Regions from separate parts of the Zea mays genome. Here regions 2 and 3 are each linked to region 1. Evidence: chromatin contacts called from public Hi-C data. All regions are on one chromosome and are shown on one strand. Each heading gives the region's core, a stretch centred on a gene start, on an enhancer-like site or on the middle of the called end of the contact. The rest is flanking DNA. Distances are from core to core; before and after follow the strand shown.

Evidence for each region. Hi-C and Micro-C count contacts between places; a contact is called where the count stands out from the background.
Region 2: a contact with region 1 is called in a Hi-C map of ear, with 2.4 times the contacts expected there. The contact joins the promoter of LOC100273084 here to the promoter of LOC100283904 in region 1. A contact is called at or near these places in 2 of 25 Hi-C or Micro-C datasets (ear and tassel).
Region 3: a contact with region 1 is called in a Hi-C map of ear, with 5 times the contacts expected there. The contact joins the promoter of LOC100283502 here to the promoter of LOC100283904 in region 1. A contact is called at or near these places in 13 of 25 Hi-C or Micro-C datasets (bundle sheath, ear, endosperm and 5 more) and 1 of 3 datasets of contacts at active chromatin or transcription factors (leaf).

The regions. Positions count from the first base shown.
Region 1 is chr6:48,039,287-48,043,800 of Zm-B73-REFERENCE-NAM-5.0, reverse strand. It overlaps LOC100283904, which reads left to right and starts at 2,223. Exons shown (of 3, transcript NM_001156802.1): 1 at 2,223-2,415; 2 at 2,516-2,801. The coding sequence starts at 2,334.
Region 2 is chr6:47,748,927-47,753,440 of Zm-B73-REFERENCE-NAM-5.0, reverse strand. It overlaps LOC100273084 (lysine ketoglutarate reductase trans-splicing 1), which reads left to right and starts at 2,478. Exons shown (of 15, transcript NM_001147533.1): 1 at 2,478-2,652; 2 at 3,126-3,268; 3 at 3,365-3,473; 4 at 3,555-3,698; 5 at 3,887-3,991; 6 at 4,351-4,434. The coding sequence starts at 3,240.
Region 3 is chr6:48,306,752-48,311,265 of Zm-B73-REFERENCE-NAM-5.0, reverse strand. It overlaps LOC100283502 (nodulin-like protein), which reads right to left and starts at 2,340. Exons shown (of 5, transcript NM_001375357.1): 1 at 2,038-2,340; 2 at 1,814-1,876; 3 at 1,557-1,673; 4 at 1,046-1,466; 5 at 384-922. The coding sequence starts at 2,216. The coding sequence ends at 569.

The DNA of each region.
Region 1 (4,514 bases), core at 974-3,473:
AGTGGCCCATAAAGTGTCCCTTCCTCCTGTCCACGTCCATCGCCATAGCGACGCCCATGTCAGCCACCAGCGCGAATGTGCTCAGGTGCTGCTCCATGTATAGCGGCAATGATACCATGGGCACCCCGAACCATAGGTTCTCCAGGATGGAGTTCTACCCATAGTGCGTGACGAAACCACCCATGGCCACGTGCACGAGGACCTCCTTCTGTGGCGTCGTTGTCGGTGGCCGCACCAGCTCCCTATCGCTCGTCCTCTTGACGAAGCCCTCTAGGAGCAGCTCCACCAAGTCCGCGTCTACGGGGCTCCACGTGCCATGCGTCGGTGGGCCGTGCAGCACTCGCCCCCTTTCGGGTGAGAGGACACCAAATTCGAGGAAGGTAGGACTGGATCCGCACACCGCGGCCTAAGGGACATGTCTAGGACGACGTGATGACAAGGTTGGAGCAAAGCAGGTCCCTCGCCGTCGCGCACCTGGAACACGTGATGTCCGTGCCGCCCAGGCCCGATCTCGCGCTCTTCCTCCTTGTCCATGGTCGGCTTGATGGAGTCATAGTTCGCGCTATGTAGAGTGAGGTTGTAGCGGCAGCGCGGTTGTTGTATGGGCGGTTTCGTCACGCGGTAGCAGGGAGAGCTGGAGGAGGAGGTCGTGGAGACGGACGGGGGAGATGACAAGCGGGGGTGGGGATTGGGGGAGGGCCGGAGGGGGGAGTCCGCTGAGGCGCTGACCCGGGAGAGAGCGGTTGCTATGATACTGGGCCTTGGTCTGGGCCATAACAAGCAGATGGGCCTCCCAGGACGCGTGTGCTTCGTATTTGCAAGCTAAAGTGCTAAACTTAGTACCACATCAGCCACTAAACTGTGTACACACCTGTTTATAAGTTGCAGTGCGTATACAACTTGTGTAGTCTTGGTTGGTCATGGTTGTGACCCCACACAGATAACTTCTTTGGTAAAATTTGGTCATATACGCGGAGCACAGGTTTGGGAATGGGAAATGAGACCCACCTGCCAGAACGACGCATATGTGGGTAGGGGAAACGGAGAAGAGGCAGAAATGCCATGTGTGTGGGACCACCTGTCAAACTCAATACACAGGTATGGGAATGGGAAATGTGGCACAGAGGTGTGGGAATGGGAAACAGAGAAGAGGCCACGGTTGTGGGACCCACCTGTCAGACGATTGTACGACCAGAGACATGGGAATGGAAATGGAAATGGCAGAACCAGGAATGGCAGCCTACCCCTTACCGTCTTAATAGTAGTAAAGATTAGGTCATAGATCTCATGTACTTAATGCACTCATGACTTGTCTTGATGATGAGGATGAATCAACGATATATTGAAATTTAGCCATTCTATATTTTACTAAATTTATATTTGAATAATTGTATGATCTGTCACTTTGTTAGGATGTCATGCAATCTAAAATCATTGATCCATGATATTGATGTTGGGGCTTGCTTGCTACTGCAATCTATCACTTTGTTGGGGCTTGCCGGCTGTTGCTACTATGAAGTTGCTGGCTACCTGCTACTATATGAACATCATGGCTTGCCGGCTGTTGCTACTATGAACTTGTTGGCTGCTGCTACTATGAAGTTGCTGGCTGGCTGCTACTATATGAACATCATGGACTTGCTATCACTGTGTTGTGTGAGCGGTCATTCTGTCAAGTGTCAACTGTCAATAACATTGAACTGTGTGGACCTGTAGTCCTGGTCTTTATCATGACTCATGAATTGTAATATGATTTGTAAATTTGTAATGTTGCTTTGCTTATCAATTTCATATGTTATGATGCTGTTCATCAACTCTCAGCTGTCATAAACTGTGTTGCTCATTAATTTACATGCTGATTTATATTTTGCAGTAGCATATCCACCGGATACCCGATACCCGACGGGTACCCGGTGGGCGCGAGTACGGGTATATTTTTTTGCCCGATTGAATTGGTGGGTATAGATATTTATAGAAGGTTTATGTATGATATTGGATCAGTTATTGTTATACCCGAATATAATTCGACCCGCTGTCATCTCTGGATGATGGACCGAGAAGACAAAAAAAAAGTATCCTTTGGAATACCAAAACAGTCTGCATTTCATGGAGACCGGGCCTAGCCCAAAGAGGCATCTAAATCCCGGCCCATCAGCCCATGAAGGAATAGTAACTCCCTTTTTTTAGTCCACAGAAAGACGAAAGAAGAAACGGGGCGACTCGCAGATCCAAGCGGAGAAGCTGCGTCGTGGCCTGACCCTGTCCGTCCTCTCCGGTCGGCGAGAGCAAGAAGAGATCCCGCGCCGTCCTCTTCTCCACCTCCACCTCCACCCATGGCGGCCTCCACCTTCAGCGGCGACGAGACGGCGCCCTTCTTCGGCTTCCTCGGCGCCGCCGCCGCGCTCGTCTTCTCCTGTAAGCACCCATCAGATCTCCCTCCCTCCCTTCTCTGTCTCTTTCACCAGCCGGATCCAACCATCCATTCCTCACTCCCATCACCTCGGCTGGTGCCTAGGCATGGGCGCCGCCTACGGGACGGCCAAGAGCGGCGTCGGCGTCGCCTCCATGGGCGTCATGCGCCCCGAGCTCGTCATGAAGTCCATCGTCCCCGTCGTCATGGCGGGAGTACTCGGCATCTACGGCCTCATCATCGCCGTCATCATCTCCACCGGGATCAACCCCAAGGCCAAGCCCTACTTCCTCTTCGACGGCTACGCGCACCTCTCCTCCGGACTCGCCTGCGGCCTCGCTGGCCTCGCTGCCGGCATGGCCATCGGCATCGTCGGAGACGCCGGAGTTAGGTACTGTAATACTCTGATTGCAGTTGCCATCCTTTGTACATGTCCATGCTAATTGATTCTCAGGGAAAAAAAACTGTCGCCAGGCTTAGACCAAGCAATTAGCAATGTAGGATGAATGATTTGATTATCCTGGCCTATACTACTATATTACAACTTACAAGGCTAATTGGTCGATGGAAATGAGTAGATTTTCTGTCTTGTACTCTTATTCGACTGACGAAAATGACTAGGTTTTGTATTTCATGTTGTTTCATTGTGAAATTGATGCGACTTTCTTTCTTGCGATAAGCAACATGAGTTGTTGTGTACTATATGTTGATTTAGCTATGATATGCTTGTCATTCTAGGGCCTCAGCCTTACCTGTTACTATGCTGTTGTTTGTGCCTGGAATGTGTTGGTTTAACTATGCTATGCTTGTCATTTTAAGACCTGGCCTGTTACTATGCTGTTGTCTGTGCGGAATATGTTGGTTTAGCTATGCTATGCTTGTCATTCTAAGACCTAGCCTGTTACTATGCTGTTGTCTGTGCCTGGAATATGTTGGTTTAGCTATGATATGCTTGTCATTTTAAGACCTTGCCTGTTACTATGCTGTTGTCTGTGCCCAGAATATGTTGGTTTAACTATGCTATGCTTGTCATTTTAAGACCTGGCCTGTTACTATGCTGTTGTTTGTGCATGGAATATCGATGGCCCTGTGGCTCTACAGCCTCTTACTTCAAGGAGACAAAGATTCACATGTGTTGCTACTTTATCTGAGTTGGGCTTGTGCCTACTTTAATCTCAGTAGTTATGCATATCAAAGTTGTCCATATTTGACCCTAGAAAATTGTAATCAACAGAAAAACTCATTTGTGAGGTTGGGGTGTCCATTTGACATGCAAACTAGAGTGTAGAGTGAGTATAGTAGTGGCTGATCCACTGAGACCCTGCAAAACTTCATGTGGTTGATTAATGATGATAAACTACAGACGAGTTATTTTCATTTAAACTATGTCAATGCTTCACAGATTAAAACATTTTTAGTGTGTCCTTTTTTTTCTCGAAAGCGCAGGGGAACTGCGCCTTAAATTATATTAAGAAGAGGAAAAAAAGGTCTATAGTAGACCAGGGGTTACAACATTTAACTCCTTACGGAGGCCAGTACCGCACATAAGTGAAAGAGTCTAAGAATGCCAGACTCAAAAAACTACTAAAAATGAAACAGTAGGGTTCAGCCATTTGTCAAAGAAGCTGCCAAGAATGAGAGACCCTTGGCCCCAGCTAATTCCCAAAGTCTTCTCTCATCATCAGCCTGCCGAAGGATAGAGGGGAGACTGGGGGTCTGTCCATCAAACACGCATCTATTGCGGTGATTCCAGATCGTCCAGGCCCCCAAAGAGATCAGCGAACTCAGACCTTTCTTGACCATTCCCTGAACTGATTCAGAAGCTATCTCCCACCATTCCAGGAAGGAAGTCAGGCCCGGCTGGGGAGCTAAGTTATCCAACCCGAACTTTCTGAGCAGATTATACCAGAAAATCCTTGCAAACACACATGAGACCAGCAGGTGGTTAATAGTTTCAGGTTCTTGATCACACAGTGGACAGCTGCTAGGATGATTGAGCCCCCTTTTTGCTAATCTGTCAGCAGTCCAGCACCTGTTATGGGCCACCAGCCAGAGGAAGAAACGACATTTTGATGGCGCCCAAGTTTTCCAAACCCGCTTATAG
Region 2 (4,514 bases), core at 1,229-3,728, 290 kb after region 1:
CTATAAGTTTTGTTACTAGGATCTGTTGGATCAACATCAACACCCAAATAACCAGCAAGCATAGGTGACATTGTAAGCATGGCAGTTGAATTAGAAGAAGCATTATCTAAGGTAACAGAGAACACTTTATCAGTCATGCCAAAGTCTTGAATCACACAAGTAATGCGTTCAACAATGTTAACACCATTATGAGACACTTGGATCAATTTAAAGTCTATCAAAGACTTCTTTATTTCCCAATCAGCATTAACAAAATGAGTAAAAACAGTAATGTAATCTTCCTTGGCATTACCAGACCATATATTAGAAGTCAAGCAAACAGAAGACAACAGGAAAGATGGCATATTTTAAGTTCTTTAATTTTTCATTGTATAGCTTAACCAAGTCTCTAACAGTTGTAAACCTATATACTCTAACATATCTAGGGTTGTGAGCACGCTGAATGTAATCATCCCAAGCATCTGTGTCAGCTATCCCTAAAGGAAGATCAAGTCTAGTAATCAAACTACGAAGAAGCTCAGTTCTAGCAACCTGAGGATCATATTCCCATTTTCTAAAAGACCCATCAGGGTTCAAAGCTAGTCTAGTTTGAACCATAGCAGCATGATCAACCTTCTTTTTACATGATTTCTGGTGCCTAAGCAAGTGTCAAGTGCCAACATTAGAATTAGCACTCAACTGAGCCTTGCAAAATTTGCAAATATCAGCAATGCGCACCTTCTTACCATTACAATTTTCTGTGACTTTAGTGAAGTCATCCCAAACAGCAAATCGACGCTTACCAGTGCTTGAAGAAGTCAAAGAATCAAATACATTAGAGCCAGCAGCATCACTAACTGGCTTGGCAGGTGTCCCCTCTAGGTCGATGGCAGTATGACTGCTACTAACACCGAATAAAGGCAACAATAGCATCTCCCATGTCGTCGACGTCATCGGGAAGTTGTCCTAACTCAACAAGCTCGTCATTGATAGTTCTACGGTACCGGTCGTCGTCGTCATCCATGCGCCCTTCTTGGTACCGTACCTCAACGGCCTTGTCGGCACCAGCACGACCACGATGTAGTCAGCCCGCAACCTACCAAAGCCCACAACCAAGCAGCGAAGAGGAGATTAGGGTTAGGGTTAGGGATTACCGATTGGGGAGGGAGAGTCAGAGAGGAATGTACCTACCAAGCCGGAGCCCGGAGTCAGAGACGAGGGTCTAGGGCACGACGACACGCGACGAGCCGACAACCAACGACGACAAGATTAGGGTTAGGGATTTCTAGATTGGGGAGGGACCAAGGGAAAGCCGGAGTGGGGCGAGCCGCACGGAAGGAGAGTAGGAGACCCACCGATGTCGCCGGTGACGGAGATCTGGTAGTGGTGACGGCGAGGCGGTGACCGTGCGGCGGGCGGACCGCAGACGACGGGACAAGCAATTCGAGTGGGGAGAGGAGATGTTGTGTGGGAGTGGGACACTTGGATGAGATGAGGAGGGAGGGCGGATGTCGTGTGGGCGGTCGGGCCTTACCCCTCGCACCCCGACACCGGGCCGGCCCCGTGCGTGCCGTTTTCTGGCGGGCCGACCGTGCTGCCTGGTGGGCACTGCCGGTAGCCTAGGCACGACCTGATTTATTGGCCAGGGTACAAACCCAGCCGGGTCGTGCCATGTTTGGGCTGGGCCAAAAAAATAGACCTCGTGCCGGACAACCGGGCCTCGGGCTGCATGCTCATCTATACTAGAATCTAATATATTGACATCCAAACAATAGAATTGGGATTACATCTCATTTCAATATCATGTCTAATTTGATACCAAAATCAATTCGTACCTTCCAATATTAACGTCTAAACGGAGCATTATGTTTTTTCAAGCATCGGTCAGAAGAAAACAAAAGGGTGCATAAATAGTCATGTTGACGCCGAATCGATTTGCTGCCAAGATAAACTTATACTTTTTGATCTCAACTTAGCCTAATTTTGGTTTTTGAGAAGGAACTGTCAACGAGAAAGGAGCTAAATAAACTGAAAAAACGTTTGGAACGTTGGCAACAAACAACACAAACACATGGACATCCCAAAGTCCAGGGATGGACGACCGACCGAGCTGTCTAGGCCCATGTAGTACCAATAGGTAGGTCAGGAAGAATACGCGTGGTCCAGGATCCGACGGCGGGAGGACGGCCCCGTCGAGGGCGCAAGTTGCTGCGGTTGGTTCGTTGGGTGGCGTCCCTCTCCTTTCTCCCTGTCGTCTCCAACTTTCCCTTGGTTTGGCTTCCTGCCTTCCTGGCCTGGCCTAGCTCCTCTCCTCTCCTCCGGCTTGATTGATCGATCGATCGATCGATCCAGCCAGCCATCCACCCATCCCTTCCAAGTTTCCAACTGACATTGCCGCGCCGCGCAGGCGCAGCGCACGACTTCCGCCCTCCCCCACCCTCCGCCTCACGCATATAAACGCGCGCGCCTGCCTCCCCTGCCCCCGCCTGCCTGCCCACGCGCTCCGCTCCTCGCCCCCTCCTCTTCCCACGCCGCCGCCGTACCCACGGGCAGGGGGCACGGCTGGTGGCTCATCGCTCGGCCCGCTCCCCCTCCGTCGCAACCGGAACATACCAGCACCGGCGCTGCGGTATTATTCAGCTCCGTCCGCCGGCCGGCGCGGACGGACGCCAGGTTCGCTTTCCTGCCAAAACCCGCGCCTCTTTCCTTCCGCCCTCGGTTTCGATTTCGTCCGATTCGCCGTACTAGATACCCCACTTGTACTACAATAATGCTGCCGCCGGCCGAGAAGTCCAAACAAGATCTCTTCTTTCCGAGTATTACTTTATTTCTTTTTTTACTCCTCGTACGAGAAAGTAACAACAACAAAAAACTTGTTAGTAATTCCGTATACTTGGCCTGCACAAGTTCGTCCTACACGCACAGAATCTTGTGGTGCTGCACTGTTTGTGCGCCCCACTTCTTAGCAGCAAAGCGAGTAGAAACCGCATACTTGGGGGCATTGCTCATACTTTTGGACGCAGCCCAACCATTGTGGTTGCTTGTTAGTAGCTTTGTAATGCTATGCAAATTCAAAAGGAGATGAAAACCATATTTCGATTGGAGGCCTTCTGACGATGGATTGTCAATGTCTGTGTTTTCTCCAGGCTTCCTTCCTGTCTGCATAACAAAGCCGCCGCCATTATGATCTCCACATATGATGCTTAGCATTTGTCGCTCGCAGCTGTATTGCTCCTCTAGCTGCATCCTTGTACTAGAGCATGGCGAAGCTCGCATCTATTGCTCGCAGGTTTGTAAACCTACATGCTTGTCTCCACTCGAGCTGTTGGCTTCTGGACGGCTAGCGTTGCATGCTAATATCTTCTGCTCTTGTTGACGTTCATAGTATGCTTAGATTCCCAAACGGAAGCATGAGGCTTGTTATGGTAACGGTTATTGGAGCAGTCCTTGGCTTTTTCATTGGGATTTCATTCCCTTCGGTCAGCATAACAAAGGTATTAATGATAGTAACCTCCACGTAACAGCAATACCTCAACTAATTGAGCAGTTACTTATGTCTGTTTCGAATACGCCAGCTTCACTTTCCAGATAGCTTTATTTCGTACATTGAAGACAAAGACGCTGGACTCACGACCCAAGCTATACTCAATCATGCTTGGACTTCTGCCAGAAACGCAAGGGGAAATGGTACCGAACCGACTTCAAACAGTACCTTAAAGGTTAGTTAGTTGTATTACTCTGTCACATGACTTGACTTAGTTGTGGAGTACTATGGCTATTTGAACGGTATCCATTTAACGTGATATTCTCCTTGAATATCAGATGCTTATAAATAGCGAATAGAGTGTTTGCTATTTCCTGATATATTTTAGTTTGTCTGATGAGTTTTTTCTTTGATGATCTGTAGATTTATGTCCCAACGAACCCCAAGGGTGCAGAGGGGCTAGCACCAGGTATCGTTGTATCAGAGTCTGACTTCCATTTGCGCAGGTTATGGGGAGACCCAAGTGAGGTATATTTTCTCATGCACCATCACCTCACCAATCTTCTCCGAGTGCGTTTGATATATTTATAGCTGGACATGTTGAGAACTACAGTGGAAACCTAATTTTAGATTTTTTATAGTTCTCTTGACACATGCTTTAAGCATATGCTCCTTCTCACGTTTGTTCTTTCTTTGTCTTCTTCACATTTCTGGATTTTGTGTCTTGTGCTTCTTTTGACATGTGCTACAAGCATATACTGATCTGAAGCTCTCTATTTCTTGATTGGATTCACAGATAATCGAAACTGGAAAATCAAAGTTTTGCACTGTTTCTGCATTTTGTTGCTTGCAATGTTCTATGCTGATATTTGATCTTGAATATACAGGACCTGCCTTTCAAACCAAAGTACCTTGTTACCTTTACTGTTGGAGTTGAGCAGAAAGCAAATATAAACAGAGCTGTGAAGAAGGTACTTTTGACAACAGCGTCAACGAGCTCAAAAATGAAAATAATGCCTTCCCCCAGTTTTCATGATAATGAAAATTTTCA
Region 3 (4,514 bases), core at 1,091-3,590, 270 kb before region 1:
TTATCAACCTAATTATGATATACAATACGCAGCAAAATAGTTTCTATGGCACAATACAACAAATTTCTTTTATAACCATGTGGTTATTATCAATTAAATCCGTGTATTACAAGTCCAACTAACTAACAACTTACAAACTTAAATAATGTATCACATATTATTGTTTTGTGATTGTGCTGTTGAGTCGGTGTATTTATAATAATATTAAATGTTTATATCAACCTTAATATAATATTAATGTTATAGTGATTTTTTACCACGTAGATTTGTTTTATATTAATTTTTGACTATTGTGATAATGTACCGGCACATACAAGCGACGCGGCATCGATACGTCCCAGATGGGCTATGTGCTCGGCCAGTGGGCTAGCTAGCTGCTACAATTTTGGCCCAATTAGAAAAGCAATATGCATGTCCAGAAGAGAGGAGAGGACGATCGTCATCGGGCGAACAAGAGACCATCCATGTGCATCGGAGTTGGATACGCCCAGACCCACCACATAGACATTAAGACATAGGCACGTACGTAGAACCTACTCACACACATACACGCGTAGACCATTCCTCATCATCCGGACTGATGGCGCAGTGGCGATGATGGCTCCATTGCGAACTGCTCCTTGAGCTGCTTCTGGTTGTCTCCGCCTGCTGCGCTCGGCTGCTGCTGCTGCTTCTCTTCGTCGTCTTGATGCTCCTGGTGGAGGTGGTCCTTGCTCTTGCCCCAGAGGACGCTGTAGAGCCCTCCGACGAGGAGGCCGCTGCCGAGGAGGCTGCCCAGGCGCACGATCTCGCCGAGGAAGAAGGAGGAGCAGAAGATGGTGAGCAGCAGGCCCAGCGGGTTGGACATGGCCAGGAACACGGGCCCGCGCTTCTCGATGCACCACGCCTGCAGGTAGAACGACACGCCCGTCACCACCAGACCCTGCATACCACACATATATGCACGCACGCATATATTGTTAGTACATTAATTCATCGTCGTACGTTGCTTTCGATTCATCTGTCTAATACGACTGCTGCTGCTAGTGCTTAGCTAGCTACTCACGGAGTAGGCGACGGCGAGGAGGCCGACGTCGAGCTGCAGCTTCCAGGCGGCGGGGTCCCGCTCGACGGCGACGGCGAGGAGGAAGGACTGGGCGGTGCTGAGCGCGCACTGCACCAGCGTGGACAGCAGCTTGTTGGGGTACTCCTTGAGCAGCGACGCCTGCAGCACGATCCAGAGGGACCACGTCGTGTTGGACAGCAGCATCAGGAACGTGCCCTTGATCCACGTCCCCTTGCCGCCGCCGCCGCCATCGGCATGGGGATGGGGGTGCTGCTGGTGCGCCGCGAAGGCGCGGTGGTGGTTCACCGGGCTCATCGACGGCCCAGTGTACAGCGCGATGGTCAGGACCCCGGCCAGGCACAGCGCCACGCCCGCCGCCTTCGCCATGCCTGACGGGCTTCTCAGCCGAACCACTTCCAGCCTGCATGCATAATATATATGTGAATGAACATAATAGTGACATAGGTGTGCTAGCTAATGATGAGTTCCTTTTTCTGCTTTATGTATATACCTTAACAGGACTGCCAGGAAGAAGGTGACCACAGGGACAGAGTTGCTCGTTGCCGATGCCACTGTTGCAGAGGTGTACTTGAGGCTTATGTTGTACAGATTCATGCTCAATGTGTTGCTACAAAAAGTTCAAAAGGAGACACCACATACATACATGTCATATATGTATACAATATGGTGTTAACCATCAGTAGTTGTATTCAGTAACAGGAAGCTGCTGATACCACTGATTGGATGGATGTAATGTCAGTTACATACCCAAGCAATGCATAGAAGAACAGCTTCAAAAACAGCCTGAATGACATGGGTGGTGCATTCTTCCTGCGATCGAATCAATCACAGATATATCGATATCAGCAATTTCACCAAGCTATTATATATTCATCACATGGGGAAAAAAGCAATTTGCAGTTTTAATTATGCAGAGTAGACTGCTGCTGCTTATCCTTAGTCAAGTTGAGTCGGCTGTTGAGCTGTTATACCTTTCAAGCACAATGGCTATGGGGAGCAACAGCGCAGTGGCGGCCGCCTGGCGGTAGAAGATGAACACGTAGGTGCTCATGCCATGGTCGAATGCCGCCTTGGAGACGACGTACATGCCGGTGTAGATGAGCTGTATGACGACGGCAACCCCGTAGGCTTTCTTGCTGGTGGTGTCCATGGCCAGCAGGCCTCAGCTCTCTCCTACACTTGTGCAGGGAACGAGTGCCCGAGATGGTTTTATGCCTGTCTAAGTGTCTATCTAGCTAGCTAGCTGATGCAGCTACCTGCTGGCTACACTGAATAGCAAAGGAGAGGAGGGGGGCAGCCTTATATAAAGATGAAGATGCTGCATGATCTCCTCCTCTGGTTGGATGTTCCAAAGTTAGCTAGACTAGTGTGTGTGTGTATGTGTGTGTAGCTTTTTTTTTCATGTTGGCCTCCTCTGAATCACAATTTTTTCTGGTGTGTTTGGGCAAGAGTCATCTTCCTAGCTCTCTCCATCCAAGCTCCTCGTGTCTTCGGAAAGAGTTGATGTGGTCGTTTGCCTTAGCACTTTGGGTATATCTGCTGCACTTAAGAAACATGTGAATAATCCGGTTATTAGCTAGCTCGTGGATTTGTTAGTGCAAAGAGGGATGAGTATGGTAATGCGCTTTGCTTGCCCATTATTGTTACACTTTCTTTACCTTTTTCGATAAGCCACTCTACTTTCTTCCTAGATCTACCATCTGTCTGTCTCTCTGACACGGATTTTTTTTGAAGTTTGCAGAAAAAAGACATGGGCCCAAAATTATTATTGTAAAGTTTACACACCGAGTTTAATTAACATAGCCAATACCATAAATGAAAGGCAAATTAAGAATCCCATCAACCTTGACTTTGATATAGTAAGTAATAGCTGGCGATGAACTAGCTAGATGGTCTTTGAGTGTTCCTCCTATAACCGAGCCCAAAAATCTCCTTAATTTATGTTAACACGAAGAAGTTGCACATGTCATATGCGTATTTGGTTTGTAATATTTTATAGTCCGCTATTTGATCCATATATATTTGTCTGCAACGGTTGGCTCGTTCCATTTTCCACTAGTCTTGTGCACTCTTTAGGTCTAGTTCGATTATTCCAATTTCATATGAATTGAGTGTATTGAAACAGATTGAACTGGATTTTGACTTGCTATGGATTTAAACCGACTCAATACCACACAATCCATATGAGTTAAGGGTGAAACGAATAAGCCTTTAGCTGTTTTTAGCTAATGCTAAATTTGTCCTCACAAGTGTAGTACCTATATGATATTATCCCTGATGATTGTTTGGGGCACTGCATGATATATAATACACAATCAATTAAAATATATAGAGAGCATATATATATTATAATACCACATACGACTTTTCATACATATCGGAGAAGACGTGTCTGATAGTTATTGTGATGTCGTACTTCTTTTTAGTCTTAAATCAAGAGATCAAGATCCTCGAGGTGCATCTTGTAAGAGCTGTATGGAAGTTATCGTACCTTTCTTTTGGATTTCTTTTGGAGTATCCAAAGATTTCAATATAATGACATGTCCACACTGAGGATAGATTAGAAATGTAGTCTAGTGCCCATGGTGCCCGAGTCGCAACATTTAAACAATACAAGTTCTAAATCTTAAAGTATAAAAGGGTGATTCAAGTAGCTATATATTAAGGTGTTTGGTTTGAGAAATAAGGTAGTCCATCGTCTTCTTACTTCTTTTTTTGTTTGGTTTGTGGAATAGAATGATTGATCCATCACCACCTTATTCCTCATAGTTAGTTAATTAGTACTAACATGAGAAATGTGACCATTCTACCAAATTTGGGATAAACTCATGATATACCACCTCATTTTGGACATACCTTGTTTCCTAAAGTACCTATAATGATACAATTGAGTGATACTCATAATTAACTTACATGGCAAAGTGACTTGAACAAGGTCGAGGTCCTTACGTGCAGCATCCTATGCATGTCATGGAAATCTACAAGGATTTGGCAATCATTGTCCATCTTGAATGAGTCCACCAAAACTTTTACAATGAAGGAGTGTAGGTCCGCTTTTGCCGCTTCCATGTACCATCGATGGAACCTCCTTACTTTGTGTGGCTCCTTTACGAGCTAGCTCAAGGGTAGCATGTACTTGCCATGCTCATAGTTTCATGAAAATCATCTGAAAGTGGTCATGCACCCGATGATTACATCCTATACATATATTATGTCTTTTCTATGTTGGTTAAGCCACACCCGCACTCATAATACCTAATAGATGGTTTTTTACACCCACACCCGTTGGGTACTCGCTGGGTGTTGGACACTCGTTGGGTGACAACAATTGTAAATAATTAAACAAAAGCACTACAAAAAGCAAGAGAAACACATATAATTCTTTAAAATCACACCACATATAATTATTTAGAAGCATATAATATATAATGCAATATCAATTGACCTG